Regions from separate parts of the Mus musculus genome. Here region 2 is linked to region 1. Evidence: chromatin contacts called from public Hi-C data. All regions are on one chromosome and are shown on one strand. The core of a region is the stretch at or near the end of the contact, and the rest is flanking DNA. Distances in the headings are between cores, read along the strand shown. Region 1 overlaps Tns3 (tensin 3). Region 2 overlaps Pkd1l1 (polycystic kidney disease protein 1-like 1).

Evidence for each region. A called contact is a pair of places that touch in the nucleus more often than the background predicts.
Region 2: a Hi-C map of bone marrow-derived macrophages shows a contact between it and region 1, with 39 read pairs. The contact joins two enhancer-like sites. A contact is called at or near these places in 2 of 15 datasets of contacts at CTCF or cohesin (large pre-B cells and pro-B cells), 9 of 484 Hi-C or Micro-C datasets (the HL-1 cell line, bone marrow-derived macrophages, embryonic stem cells and 3 more), 21 of 115 datasets of contacts at active chromatin or transcription factors (astrocytes, bone marrow-derived macrophages, craniofacial prominence and 9 more) and 1 of 9 other capture datasets (embryonic stem cells).

The regions. Positions count from the first base shown.
Region 1 is chr11:8,627,510-8,635,119 of GRCm38.p6, forward strand. All of the region lies in intron 1 of Tns3 (tensin 3), which reads right to left. Among named protein-coding and RNA genes, the nearest start is that of Tns3, 33 kb to the right of the region's middle. Within about 2 kb of position 2,557, at least 63 of the 459 cell types and tissues checked have an H3K27ac peak or open chromatin away from gene starts, as enhancers often do. A contact at or near this core is called in bone marrow-derived macrophages, where this site is marked.
Region 2 is chr11:8,855,715-8,863,324 of GRCm38.p6, forward strand. Pkd1l1 (polycystic kidney disease protein 1-like 1) reads right to left here. Exons shown (of 52, transcript XM_017314870.1): 41 at 5,482-5,592; 42 at 1,322-1,442; 43 at 546-629. Among named protein-coding and RNA genes, the nearest start is that of Gm36772, 60 kb to the left of the region's middle. Within about 2 kb of position 4,342, at least 16 of the 459 cell types and tissues checked have an H3K27ac peak or open chromatin away from gene starts, as enhancers often do. A contact at or near this core is called in bone marrow-derived macrophages, where this site is marked.

The DNA of each region.
Region 1 (7,610 bases), core at 1,307-3,806:
CTCTCCAGCCTCCTGCTTTCCACTCCTTGGTACTTCCCACTGCCCAGATTAGGATACAATCCCAAGCCACTGGCAACTCCTTGGCTTCTGACTACACCTGATCTCTAGGAACAAAACAACATTCTTTTTTTTTTTTTTTTTTAAGATTTATTTGAGTATACTGGAGCTGTCTTCAAACACACCAGAAGAGGGCATCAGATCCCATTACTGATGGTTAAGAGTCACCATGTGGTTGCTCAGGACCTCTGGAAGAACATCCAGTGCTCTTAACCGCTGAGCCATCTCTCCAGCCTAGCCTTCTTTTTACAAAGGGGTTAGGGGAGGCTAGACAACCAAGGGAGACATCAGCACGGTGACCATCAGAGAGAGAGGTTAGGTGATATCCAAGTATTGAAAACTCAGATTATCTGGATGGTGGTGGCGCACACCTTTGATCCCAGAACTTGGTAGGCAGAGACGGGCAGACCTCTGTGAGTTCGAGGCCAACCTCATCTACAGAGCTAGTTCTAGGATACCCAGGGCTACACAGTGAAACCCTGTCTTGAAAAACCAAAACAGAAAAAGAAGAAAAAGAAAAAGCAAACTCAGGCTGAACTGGCAAGTGCCCCGGAAGGAGCAGCATGTTCTCATGTCAGATCGGTGGTTCTCTTGGAAGGTTGTCACTGTAGCTTGGAAGTTTTTCACTCATTCATGTGTGCGCTCACTCACCTGCAGAGTCACTTGCTGAGAAACCCATGAGCACACCGAATTACTAGGGAACAACAGTGTCCACACAGGACACAAGACCTCAGCGAGTGAGCTGAGCCTTGGAAGAGGTGGACATTTTCCAGGCAAGAAAGGAAGTGAGGATGGGTTTTGGTGAGTAGCCTGACATAGTGGCTATTGTGCAGCTAAGCTGGAGGTAGTAGACAGGGTGCAAGAGAGAGGTTGGGAAGCTAAACAGGATGACAGCAAGCAGTGACAGGGAGGGACCCCAACTAAGTCAGGCTGGACCCCAAGTTATGTGGAGGTTTTAGCAGGGGCTACACTAGGAGCACTATGAAGATAAAAGGGCCCTTCACTGGGAGAGCATCTGTAGCCATGGAGAACATCTGTAGCCATGGAGAGCATCTGTAACCATGGAGAGCAGTCTGGAGTGTGTCCCCGGGTGGAGTTAAGTCTAGGGAAGAGAAGCAACAGAGTGACCTCTGGCAACACTAGGCCTAGAAATACTGTAAACTGTAAACAGGGAAGGGACTTGTAACGAGAACCTGGACACCTACAAGAGGACTAACCCCGGGGCTTCCTGTTTGATTTGGAGGAATAGGGAGAGCATTCTCAGGGACTCAGACACACTGGAGCAGCAGCAGATCTCACCTCCTGGCGTAGGCACAGCCAGAAGTGAAAGTAATACAGACAGACTTTATCAGCTCTGTCCACGGGGCTCGGGGTTGGAGAAACAGAACCCCCGTGTCAAGGTCACACCCACAGGAATGACAGAAGAGCACACCACAAGGACATGGGAGACAGCCTGAAGTGACGCCAAACCTCAGAGGACTCCAGTGGAAAATAAACAGTGAAGGTTCCGCATCGCAAACCACCGGCAATGGAGTCCTTGAATCTCCACTGTAACAAGTAACACAGTCATAGTCGGTGTGGGGTCAGCACTCGCCACCTGGCAGAACAGGGAAGGACTGAGCAGATCAACAGAGATGTGCCCAGAGGGCAGGGCTATACAGAGTTTGCAAGTGAAGGTTGAGCCAGTTTCCACTCCTCCTGTGGAGGCCACTGTGGGGTCACCCGCAAAGACAGACAACCTCTAGCACCTATCTCCTTGGAGAATAGGGAACCCCACAGCACCTTCATCATGAAAGGAGGAGAGTAAATCATAAATCTAAAATTGAGAAGGTGGTAGACCACATGTCAATCAGGAGGTCAAGATGACTGTGGCCTTGGAACAGGCAAGCATTTGCTGGTGCAAACAAGAAGCCAATGGCAGCTCTTATCTGCAGAAATCTCTAAGCCTGGTTTTCTTTCCTTGTCCCAAGGCCCTTGCATCCGGGTCTTGCACAAGCACAGGCCTGGGCCAAACCCTCTCTCGGAACACCTTCCTGCTTCCCCATTTCCCTGTGTATTCAGGTTATGCTCCATCTCTCCTTTTCTCACCCACAAAGGAACAAGTGTGCCTCCCTGCCACGGTATTGGCCACACGTCAGGATGCCCAAGCGCCCTGGAGTCCTGGGAAGGTTCCAGAGCCATGACCTCAGGAAGCAATCCCTGAGCCCCTGACCTCAAGATGATATGGTTGTCTACCAGTCTACCAACAGGTCTTCACTGGCCAGAGTTCAAGATGGTAGCCAAGGCAATAGGTTAAAGCCAACTGTCAATCTGGGACAGCCACATCTGGGGGCTTTTTGTCAACAAGCGATGGTGTGACTTCTGAAACTGTAGCAGGGTGTTTACCAGTGCTGAGGAAGCGGGCTCCACTTCCCCTGTTTTCCACCATCATGTTAGTCCTTCCCGCTGACTTAGGGAAGTAAGGAAAAGCTGTTCTTCCTGCAAATCTCACCCCCTGCCGTGAGCTTCCTCCTCCTCCGTCAGACAGCAACTGTCCACAATGACACACAATATGAAGCCTCTCTCCCTCTGTTCCTATGCAGTCGGTTCTTCCTCAGCCAGCTACAGAGATCTGGCCCTCCTCTTGGAGACACAGGCCAGTCCTTTCAGGCCTTCCAGCAGTCCTAACCTCAACCTAGCCCCACCTAGATAACACAACCCTCCCACAAATCAAATCCGATCAAATCAGCAAACAAATCCGTCTCAAGGCACACACCCTTAATCCACTACTCAGGAACCCTGGAGGCAGAAGTTGGTAGATCTCTGTGAGTTCAAGGACATCCTGGTCAACATAGCCAGCCAGGGTACCATAATGAGATCCTGTCCAAAAGAGAGCGGAAGGAAGGAAGGAAGGAAGGAGGGAGGGAGGGAGGGAGGGAGGGAGGGAGGGAGGGAGGGAGGGAGGGAGAGGGAAAGGCCCAGTCAGTAAGCTCCAACCTAAGGACCTTACTACATGCTGCTGTCCCCTCCCAAGTGCATAACAGCCCTGCTGAAGAGAAAGGAGCCCACCATAGTCACAATGTCTTTGTCTCCTCCAAAAGCCTCCATTCATATCCTCATGTTCAAAGCAGTGGTATAAGGCAAAGCCTGGGCAGGTGAGTGGGTCACGAGCTCATATAAACAATCCCAGAAAGGACTAGGCAGCCTACCTCAAGAGAGGACACAAAGCCAGGCGGCCCAGTCTGGCAAACTTTCTTTTTTTAAGCTTATTTGTATTTTTCTATATTTTTTTTTTATTTTATGAGTATATGTGTTTGCCCGCATGTCGACATACAGCTTGTGTCTCTGGTGTCCTTGGGAGTCCAGTGGTGTCATACTCCCTGAGACTGGCATTATAGACACTGTGAGCTGCTCTGGAGGCGCTGGGAATCAAACTCCAGTCCTCTGGAAGGGCAGCCAGTGCTTCTGACTGCTGAGCCATCTCTCCAGCCTTTCTAAAGACAAGACTGTTGTGCTCAGGCCACCCTCCTATGGCATTCTGACCAGAGGCCCAGACAAACACAGTCTCGCCCTCCCCAGTGAGAAAGTAGCTATAGGAAAAGGGGCGGGGGGGGGGGGGGTTCCGGAAGCAGAAATACCCAATTATTAAATACAATAAACGCATGGCAAATTTTCTGTGTATTCTGAACCAACAAAAAAAAAGAAATCTCTGTTCCCAAAGAGCGCTCAGTGAGCTATCTGGGGTGACAAACCTCCAATCCCAGGGAACCAGGACACACAACCCCTGGAGAGGGAGAAAGAAAATACATGGGAATCCCACCCACCCTCAACCCCTCAGCAAAACCACAATGACATGTTTAATGGCACATTCTCCATGATGGGCAGAGGCTAGCTAAGCTTTAACCCCTGGCGACCCCTTTACACCAGAGCTGTGTATTTAGGTGTATAAAATTTACAAATCAAACATTTAACAATAATAAACCACTAAAACATTTATTCTGAAGCAATTCATTGGCATGCAAGCAAATTTGTATACCAATGAGGTGGTTACGTTTGCTTAGTTTTACACAAAGCACTAACTCTTGGCTGAATAATCAATACTGCTGAACACAGAACATCTTCAACATTTTTCAAAATTAATTGACTTTTTGGTTGTATAATCATCAGTACCATTCAAACCCCAACCCAAAAATTCACTTAGTTTAATTTTAATTTTGATTTTTCTGAACAGAGTCTCATTATGCAGTGCTGGCTAGCCTCGAACTCACAAAGCCCCACCTGCCTGCCTCTGCCTTCCCAGTGCTGGGCTTACAGGCATGCATCACTACACTTGGCCTTTGTTTAACAATTATTTATAAAACTCAAGCCAGCAACCCAAACAACAGCTTTAAAATAAAATGTTCTGAAGCTCAGTGCAGCGGTTAAGAGCACTGGCTGCTCTCAGTTTTGATTTCCAGCACCTACATGCTGCTTCACAATCGTCTATTACCCTAATCCCTGGGGAGCCAACACCCTCTTTTGGCCTCCAAAGGCAATAGATACAAACATGATGCATGGCCAAAACACCCATATACACAATTTGAAAAAAAGATGTTCTAACACAATATAATGTAAAATATGCTAATTTGCTGAAAGAAAATGACACAGACATGTTAAATCTTTGTTTTCGATAATTAGACCATTATGTTTCTATAAAAGCAGAAAACAGTGTTACGCTAAAAACACTGACACTCATGAACAGTCTGGAATCTGCACTGTTTCAGGCTGTGCTGTGTTCACTGGCAGTGCACTGCAAGACAGCATGTGCGGTGTGAAGTGTGCACACTGCTTTCGGAGCCAAGGACAAAGAGTAGCTGGGTGACCCAAGCAAGCGTGGCAGTAAACAGTTCACACTCACTAAGCTTTTGAGCTTGGGTTCATTTGATCATTGCACATTTAAAAACCTTTACTGTTGCCAAATGTTCTCCTGTGTCCCACACTGACTTATACAGACAGCTCCTGCAGAATCATGACCCACACTTAAAAAGCAGCATTCTAAACTGGATGTGGCACCCTTTAATCCCAGCACTCAAGAGACAGAGGCAGGCAGATTTCTGAGTTCGAGGCCAGCCTGGTCTACAGAGTGAGTTCCAGGACAGCCAGGGCTATACAGAGAAACCCTGTCTCTAAAAGCCAAAAGAGAGGGGGGGGGCGCAGGGGGAGGCAGGACAATTTCTTAAAAAATCGAAGGCCAGGGGCTGGGTAAGCTTCCCAGCCGGTAAGAGCACTGACTGCTCTTCGGAAGATCCTGAGTGCAAATCCCAGCAACCACCCATAATGAGATCTGACGCTCTCTTCTGGTGCACCTGAAGTCAGCTACAGTGTATTTATGTATAATAATAAATCTTTGGGCCGGAGCAAGCAGGAACTGAGCAAGCGGGGTTGACTGGAGCAAACAGAGGTCCTAAAAATTCAATTCCGAACAACCACATGAAAGCTCACAACCATCTGTACAGCTACAGTGTACTCACATACATAAAATAAATAAATAAATCTTTAAAAAAAAAAAAAAGAAAAAGAATTGAAGACCAGCCTAGACTTAACAGGGAATTCCAGACCAGGCAGGGACAAATAGTGAGACTGTCTCAAAAGAAGAGGAAGAAAAAAAGAGGAGGAGGAAGACAACAATAACAATGGCCCAGGTTCAATTCCCAGCACTAACAGAGTGGCTCACCAGTTCCAGCCGTAGGCACCAGCATCCATATAGTGCACACACATATAAAATACAATACATATAGAAGGAAGGAAGGAAGGAAGGAAGGAAGGAAGGAAAGAGAAAGAAAGAGACATTGTAAAGTAATAGAAAGAAAGAAAGAAAGAGAGAGAGAGAGAGAGAGAGAGAGAGAGAGAGAGAGAGAAAGAGACATTGTAAATAGAAGCAGTAGTTCCAGGAAGCTGGGGAGAGATTCAATCACCTTCAGGGCCATTGAGAAATGACTAGATAAGGGAGATGTAGTCCAGACTCCCTACAGTATTTAAAGAAGGGAAAGTCCTGCTGTTGGCAACAACTTAGGTGGAACAAAGTTAATGAACTAAGCCAGGTCCAGGAAGTCAAACACCATAGGAGCTCACTCACATGTGGATTATGAAAAAAGAATCTGGGGGCTGGAGAAATGGCTCAGCGGTTGAGAGTATTGACTGCTCTTCTGAAGGTCCTGAGTTCAAATCCCAGCAACCACATGGTGGCTCACAACCATCCATAATGAGATCTCATGCCCTCTTCTAGTGTGTCTAAAAACAGCTACAGTGTAATTACATATAATAATAAATAAATCTTTAAAAAAAGAAAAGAAAAGAAAAGAAAAAAGAGTCTGAGAGAAGTAGAGAAGTGAGAGTGGAGAGGTGATCAGCACCATCCTGGCAGGGGTGGGGGCAGGGTGGGGGCTGGGGGTGGGGGTGGGGTGTTCTGGGATTGACCAATGGGTACAAAGTTTTAGATGCCAACAAGTTCTGGGGTTTTATTGCACAGAATTCCAGAGTTGAGAATAGCATATCATATGTTGCAAGGTAGAAGATTTCAATGCTCTCACCACAAAAAATAATAAGCATCTAAGATGATGACATGCTAATAGCCCTACTGTTATCAGGATGCAATGCACATTCATTAAAAACCCCACGCTAGAGCTGAGAGACACACACCACTGTGTTCTATGCATATGTACAATTTCTATGTTCAAACTAACCAGTGAAAGTTAGAAATCAAACCTAACTTAAAGAAAACCTGTGCAGTTTCGCCAGGCCGTCTGCTAAGGAGAACCTACCGAAGCCTGATTTACATCCAGGTCCTGGAGGGCACAGCCAGCAGTTCCTCCAACATGGAGACACTCTTGGCTGTTCCTAGAGTCCACAGGGAGACCCCTGGATTACCCCTGGTCCTTTCAGGCCTCCTCGGCTCTTCCAGACCAGAAACAACCCAACTTCCCCTGTTGGGGCCAGCACACAACAACAAAACCATATATAGACCCTGAGCAGGGAAGACAGCACATCATCAGAGGGGCCTCCCAGGGCCAAGACAGGCCATAGTGACCCTCAGACACCCCTGAAGGGAGTGGACAGAAACATCCTAAACTGAACCAACTCTCCCTCAATCATTTATAGCACAAACCCTGGGGCCAGCTCCCAGATGCAGTATGTCTTCAAAATCCCCCATGGGGCTCACAGCTACAGCTGAGATGACACACTAGGAGCAACGGACTTGGGAACAAGAAGCCCAGAGCCTGGGACATTCCCCCAGCAGGCATGCCTAAAGGGAAGTGGGCAACACACAATGGCCGCAAAGACCAGGATGCCTTGGTAGACTCCAGCCAGTCCAGCAGTGCAACCACCGGTTTATTATTAACTTCACTGAGTCACGGTTTCTTCATTGGTTACTGCTGAGCGATCTCAAAGACTTCTACTGAATGTTAATCAGACACTCCAGGAGGGGTTATGTTCCCGGCTGCCAACTCCCCCACCCCTCCCCAAGCCCCACCCCCAGTTCTGTTTTCATCAACACAACAAGTTTTAGCTACTTATTATCAAAGTCTTCCGAAGGT
Region 2 (7,610 bases), core at 3,092-5,591, 230 kb after region 1:
GAGCACAAACGTCAATCAAGTAACCTATCAAGCCCTGCCCCCAAGTTGTCTGTATTGTGGGGCTCCCTAGCTCTGTCCACACATAGGTTCAATCCGATGATGTGATTAGGGACCCTGCTACTCTCAAGAACCATTCTGTAGCCTACTTATGATATTTTGGGTTCTATCTTAAACTGGAAGGATCTAGGCTATGCCTTCTGAAGGCTGAAGCTGAGGAGTTGGGTAGGTGGGGCTGGACAGTCTACAGAACATTGCACTAAGCACTGTGGAATAATGCTGGCTCGGGGCACCCTACCCCATCAGAAAAGAATAAAAGAATATCCCAGTATTCATATTTCCAGAAGAAAGAGCCTTCTTTTGCTTAGAATACCAATTCTAGAAGTGAAGAGAACAGTTCTGGGGCCGAATGCAGAGGGTGCAGGAGGTGGTCAGACTAGGCAGAAGGAAGGTAGGCCCTGGCATCTGGCAACCCCACACCACATCCCAGTTGTCTGAGGAGCTTAACTGATCTGCTGGGCCGTCACTGAGTCTCCCAGGGTGCATACCGTGCATGCAGTGCCAGCAGAAATCTTCAGCAGTTTGACCACCGGGGGGCCTATTAGGTGGCATTGCCCTCCAAGAGCTCCAGGCTGAAAGAGGCAACGTGTGACAGCTATGAACTTCAATTGGCCCCTGCAAAGCATGACTGACAAGGCTGAGGATGCACAGGTCCCTGCATCCGTGGAATCAGAGGTCCATCCCCCTTTTATCACTGAGGATGCAACCAGCACTCCCTCCCCAGCCTCCTCTTTGGAGAAGGAAATCATTCAGACGCCTCCCCATGAAGTTCACCTCATATGAATGACCCAGGTGCCTCCACAACTCATTGAATACAACAAAAGGAGACAAACTGGGACAAAGTGTTTCAGGAATAGAAGACAAAGATTGTATATTTTTCAAAAGAGGAAAGAAAGTGAAAGCTGAATAAGGGATTAGATAATACAAACTTTGGATCAACCTTGCCTTTTTCTGGAAGCTTCCCTAACGATGTTGCCTTAGCTGTTGGCTCCTCTTCTGCTCTGGGAACTCCTGAGCTTCTGTCAGGCAAGAAGCGAGCTAGCTTCTTCCTCAGTCTCACCCTGAACCCCTGTAAGTGTCTAGGCCCTGCTCGGACTGGCCAGCATTGACAGGAGGATGTGACTGGCTTAACATGGATTCCAGGCAAGAAGAGTGACAGGGTTCTTTGCCTGCCATGGCACTGGCGCCATGGAGAAGCCCCTACACTGCACTGTGGCTTCTCCCCACTGCCATATAGTGTCCGACAGATAGGAAAGGAACTTACCTGAGCCCCCCAGGCTCTAGCAGATGTTCTTTCTGGGTACAGCTCATCTAGCAGTGTGCTCAGCGTCCAGTCCCACCAGTCTTCTGTGCTGCTGAGGTCCCCCAAGGAGTGATTGGCCTTTCTTAATTCAAGAACAAAACAAAAAAGTATATATGAATTCTTAAGAACAATTCCAAGCAAGGGAAAAGTTGCCATTTTTTCCACCTCCACGTCTGTGGGAATTAGGCCAAAGGATCTGTAAGATGAGGTACAACCCCAGAATTCACTTTGCTCCTCAGCAACAGGCAAGAGAAACGGTGGGAAGCAATGTTCATTCATTCACTCAACAAACATTACTGGGCAAGTACTAAGTACCAGGCATTCTTGTAGACACTGGGAAACAAGACCAGATCCCTGTCCTGTGGGGAAACAAAGAAACTGTATATAGCTGAATATGCAGCCTACAATAACAGTTACAACTGATGATCTTTTAACTCTACCGTGGTCAAAATTACACCCGCCAACACTTGAGCTTTTCACTTGTAGCTCAGTATCCAATTCTAGGAGATGTTCAACACTTGATTACAAGGTAGGCTTTGCCTTAGGTCACCAAGTGAGAGTGGATGGAATGTTCTGAGCACTTTTGGTTAGCTGAGCATTAGGTCACTTGAGCCAGTGCACAGCAGCCAGAAAGCCTGGGACAGGCATCTCTTGACTTCATGTTCAGGGATACAACCTCAGAAGCTGGCAAGAGGATGCTTCGTGCCAGATAGTCTCTGCCCAGGTGTGGGGCAGGGACTCCTTAAGGGCTGTAATAACTTACAACCATGTAAGAAAGGTAGATAGACAGTCTAATCCAAAAGGAACCAAGGGCAAGGAAAAGCCTTCAAAATATGTTAATGGGGAAACAAATACTCTGATCAGCAATTTATATACACTGAACGTACACACATCCATCATCTCCCTCCTTAACCTGTGTAAGCAATAGCCCAGGAGCTATCAAGCTGACTTATTTTAGTTCCTTCTTCCTCCCTCCCTCCCTCCCTCCCTCCCTCCCTCCCTCCCTCCCTCCCTCCCTCCCTCCTCCTTTTCTTCTAGATTTCTATGTGTGTGTGTGTGTGTGTGTGTGTGTGTGTGTGTGTGTGTGTGTGTGTGATATGTATGCAGGTAACTGCAAACACCAAAAGAGAGAACTGGCCCTTCTAGAGCTGGGGTTGCAGGCAGTTAGTTATGAGCTGCTGGGCATGGGTGCTGGGAACTGAACTTGGGTCCTCTAGAAGAGCACTGTGCACGCTTAACCACAGAGCTTCTCCAGCCCCAGGTCCCTTTCCTTGAGTAGAGTTTGTCTCCTACCCATCCACTTATGTGTGTTGTCGTTGTTATTGTTATGGAGCTTAATCTACTGACTGCTCATTCTTAATTCCATACTTTTCTGAAAACTTGGCCAATCTTGTCAAATCCTAAGCAAGTGGGAGAGCTGCAGGGGACATCTAGAGGCTCTGATGGAGAAACAGCATTTCTTGGAAAGGAGGCAGAGTCAGCGTGAGAGGCACAAATACAGCTGGTAAAACCCTGAAAATATTCACAGCCCCAGGGAGAAAGCACTGTCCAAAGACACAGAGGGAGGGAGGCAGGGAGGAACATCGGCAGACAAGCTTACTGCACACCTGCCGCTAGGTAAGGCCCATATCTGTTTGAAAAAACAAGCTAGCATATGTTTAATGTCTATACTGAGTTCCCATAACACTTAAAATTGCTTTTAAAAATTTATTTATTTTTTATGTGTATGGGTGTTTTCTTTTTATGCACTTCTGTGTATCATGTGTGTGCCTGGTACCTTCAGAGGGCAGAAGAGGGCATTGGATCCCCTCGGACTACAGTTACAAATTGTTATGAGCAGCTCTATGGGTGTAAGAAACAGAAGCAGAGTTCTCTGGAGGAGCAGCCAGTATCCTTCACCACTGAACCATCTCTCCACACATACACACACACAAACACACCCCCACACCCACAGTAGATTTTGAGGTACTGGGGCATCAACCCAAGGTGTCTTTGCCCACATTAAGCATGTGATCTGCCAGTGAACTGCACCCTTGGCCCAAGCTTGCAGAATTTAGAGAAATGTTATCACTTGCCATACTTGCTCCCCGTTGGGACCACATTAATGAAGCTGTCAAGAAACACCTGCTGCTACCCAGAGCTCACACATCCCCACACAAAGGAACCATCGTGCTCCTTCATGGCACACTGGAGAGCAAGAGGTGAACCAAAGGATCCAACCATAGCCTGGTCCTGTGTGCACTAATTACAGCAATTATATCAAATGGGCCCACAGCTCCAGTCCAGCGAGAAGACCACTGGGATGGAGCAAGGATTTTGCCTCACCTCACTTGTGGCTCAGTTAAGTTTTGTTGACTTGAGATTTCATGAAGACTTTGAGTTCAGAAGTACTTCAAACACAAATTAAATGTGACACAATCTGATATTAGAGTAATTTTTTTGAAGACAGAAATCTAGAATCTTACTTATCCTAACTTTATAGAGGATGCTGCAGCAGCCAGGAGCAAAGGGCTGCCAGCCACAGGGAGCCAAGAGAGCACCCCTTGGATTCCATCGGATTCACTTTTCCTAGGCTTGCCCTGCCCCCAGAATGCTACAAATAACAGCCCCTAGGGACTTGTTGATTTTAAGGATTAGGACTGGGGGGATGGGTGAGGCAGAGAGGGTCCACTTTAAACATTCCATTTTGAACTATGACATATAAATATGGCAGTGAGGTCTCTATCCTTGTGGGAAACATGAGGCTCTAAGCCCACCTGGGTCAACATTTGGGAGGGTTACCTGAGTGTACCAGGTCCAAGAGTACAGGAATTTTACAGATGTTATCTCAGCTGGAATATTTGACAATCGAGAGGCATATGAGAAATGTCAAAGAAAAAGGAATTCGTGAAATGTGAGATAAAAATAAACTAGCCAAATCAGTGGTTTTTGTGTTTTGATTTCCATGTCTAAAAAAGGCCCCACATGGTCTCTTTGTTTTGCTCACAGCGCCCCCTCCTGGCATAATCTACGCACCTGTTCATACAGAAGAACTAAGTTGTCCAAGTAGAAGCTAACTGTGGCGTTGGAAAATGGGACTCAGAAACTACCATGTAGCTTCCCTAGAGCTTTAGCAGTCCTGGGATTATTGAGTCATGGCAAGTTCAAGTACTGGGGCTTCCAGGCAGTACCTTGCTAAAAAGTAATAAGAATAAAGGGAATGACATCTGGGAGTCACCATCTAGCAGGGTGCCTGTGTTCCTCTGCCTTACAGAATCTAAAAATATGTCCCTAAAGCAAAAAGGTGAGATGAATTGTTCAAAGGCAACACATTCATAAAAATGCTACAGAAATGAGTATTAAAATATTCCTTACAGAAGAGAAAGGAAACCCTGGAGTGTGTAGAGTTGTTCTGTCAGTAGAAAGTAAGCAATGATAATCCATATCGCCAGAGTCACACTGCCTTGAAGAAACTGCCCAGTTGGTAACTTTCACTGACTAAGGAATGTTCTAAATGTATCCACTCGTTTCATTGGGCATCCGAATCTCAGAGGTGTCAGGACCCCAAAAAGGTACCCATGTGTCAGATGAATGGGAGTGGGCCTTTGCCTTAAACTGCTCCCTTGGTCAGTGTTTCTTTATAATGCAAATCCTGCTGCAATTAAAAGTAGGAAATAAAAACAATGAACACTTGAATGCTTGGCAGAGAAGCACAGTTTGAAATTGGGTATCAGGAATCATGAATTGTGACTGTAGCCTTTGGTTAAAGAACACTGATATTTTTCTGCAAAATAGATGATATGACTTTCTCAGGCCTAGAACTTCTTTCACTTTTGACCCCAAATGAGATGCCAAGCACCTGCCAAAGTCTGCAAATGGAGCCCTCCGTTAACATGGGTAATTAGACAGCCTTTCACAGACTTCAGACACAGGCTTTGATGAAGACCTTTCTCTGGGCACAGTCTTGGATAGGTGAAATTGACAGGAGGTGTGGGTAGATCGTCTGTAGGGCGCCCCCTTCTGGAACACAGTGAAGGAAACTGATTCTGGAACCCAGAGCCTGAAGTCTTTGAACATGGGTGTAATGACCATGAATTAGTGCAACACTCCCCAGATCTGCAAGAGCCCCCCAATCCTCCTACCTTGTAAATGCTTTCCTGATGGCATGATTGAGAGAAATTTCACCTGGGCAGAATCTCCCATATGCTATAAACAAAAGCAGCAGTAGCATGATGCTGTGTGTGGTCATGTCTCTGCGAAGAGAGATTAAAGAATTAGCATCCTTAGAGATCCCGTGTGTTCACATTTCCCTCATGGAAAGTATTTTAGGGAGCCGGGCATCTATGTCCCGGTTCGGATGTATTTGTAGAAAGGCACGAGATGGGTTAAATGCTGTGTTTATTCTTTGTACTTTCAAAAGACTCTTTCTTAGTTTTTATTAGTTCTTTGAAAACTGCACAAAAGTACTTTGATCACATTCACCTCCTCACCCAGCTCCTTCTAGACCCACCCACTTGCCCTACTCATTCAAGTTTGTGTCTTTATTGTTTTCTTTTTAACCATTCAAGTATAATTCGTGCTGCCCTTATGCTCTGCAATATGTGGCCTTCCACTAGAGCTTGGTCAACCTACTCTGGGCATACCCTTAAGGAAAACTGTCTCTCTCCCACCACCTATCAATCGCCAATAGTTTCTTAGCTTGGGATGGGATTTCAACACCTCTGTGTTGGTTTTGCTCTTTTATGTTATCAACCTCCAGCTTTCCCACCCCATTTTGAAAAGCCTATTCACTTGTACATCGAATTGTCTTAACGTTTTTGCCAATAAAACTGCTTGGGCCTATTTATTGGCTGCTTCTGGTCTCTCCCTTCTGTTCCATTGATTTAGGTGTCTATTTCATTCATCTGTGATTTACTCTCCACATTGAAGAGTCCTGGATTTTGGTATTTCTGAGCTAGAATCCATGTTATCTTTCTCAGACTGTAAACAATTCTCTTTGAGGACAGCAGCAATGACAAAACTAGACAACCATGTAATTGCTTGTGTGTCCTATCCCACAGTGGGTCATTAATCTGAAGAATGACAGACACCTGCTATACACTGATGTAGGCACTGGTGCGTTCCCACTGCTTTCAGGCTACATTTCAACCTTTGAGGATTGTTTCTTAACTCTCCTGACTGTTTTATGCATTTCCCATTGAGCTTACACCACAGCAGCTGAGTCTTTCGCTGTGCTCGAGTGGAGTGTTGCATCTTACTTGATTTACGAAGGATAAGGGCTCTTGGTGCTTAAGGTTACCATTAGCTACTTTTCTAAATTCTCTCACTGCCTCTTTATTTGTTTGTTTTTCTTTCTTTCTTTTGTGGGACCTTCCCAGACTTTTACTAATGACATCTACATAAAGAGTTAGCTTTGTCCCATTCTGAGCCTGTTGTCTCTAGCTGTGTTTTTGGTTGTCCACCTTGGTGTGGACACTGCTTGTGGCACTCTTAGCATGAGGATTTGGCCCAGGAGCTGGGTTTCTCAAGGTTGATTTGCTCAGCTCGGCAAGCTCTGTGGACATCAGCTACCCAGTGTTCCAGACGTTACACAGGCCTGTGAACTGGGGTTGCGTGGCAGCGCAGTCCCTGGTGTGACCCCTCTCAGTAGCTCCAGATCCACCCTGTTCTCAGACACCTAGACATCTACAGTCCCCTCATGTCCTGGTCTTGAGCAGGGCAAGTGGGTACTGCAGGGCACTGGCTACACAGTGCTTAGTGTACCCATGTGACTTCAAGGTGTGTGTGTGTGTGTGTGTGTGTGTGTGTGTGACTTAGGTCTGCCATTCATGTTTTTGGTGGGTTTGGTTCCTTGTTTTTATGGGCAGCCTGAACAAATGTAAAAGTCTTTGTCAGTGTTTTATCTTTTCAGAATTCCTTTTTCACTCACTTTACATTTGACATTGGAATAATGCCATGGTTCTCTTCTTTGGAGAAGAACCTGTCTCAGGACCTGTTCTTTACATAAGAGAGCTGAGTACGTGTGGGGGATGAGGAAGGGTTTTTAAGAGAGACAATAAACTGGAGGGGACACTGCATACTTTAATGACATCACTGTGGGAAAAACATCTGGAGCTTCTAGATTCTTGATGGATTCAGGAAGCCTAGAACCTGGAACTCGGAACTGGGAGACATGCATGGACTGGTCCTTGCAGAGGGTTCCTCCAGGAACTGCTTCCAGTATCTACCACAGATGGGCAGGGGAATGGGTACCACTGACAAAGAAGCCTGA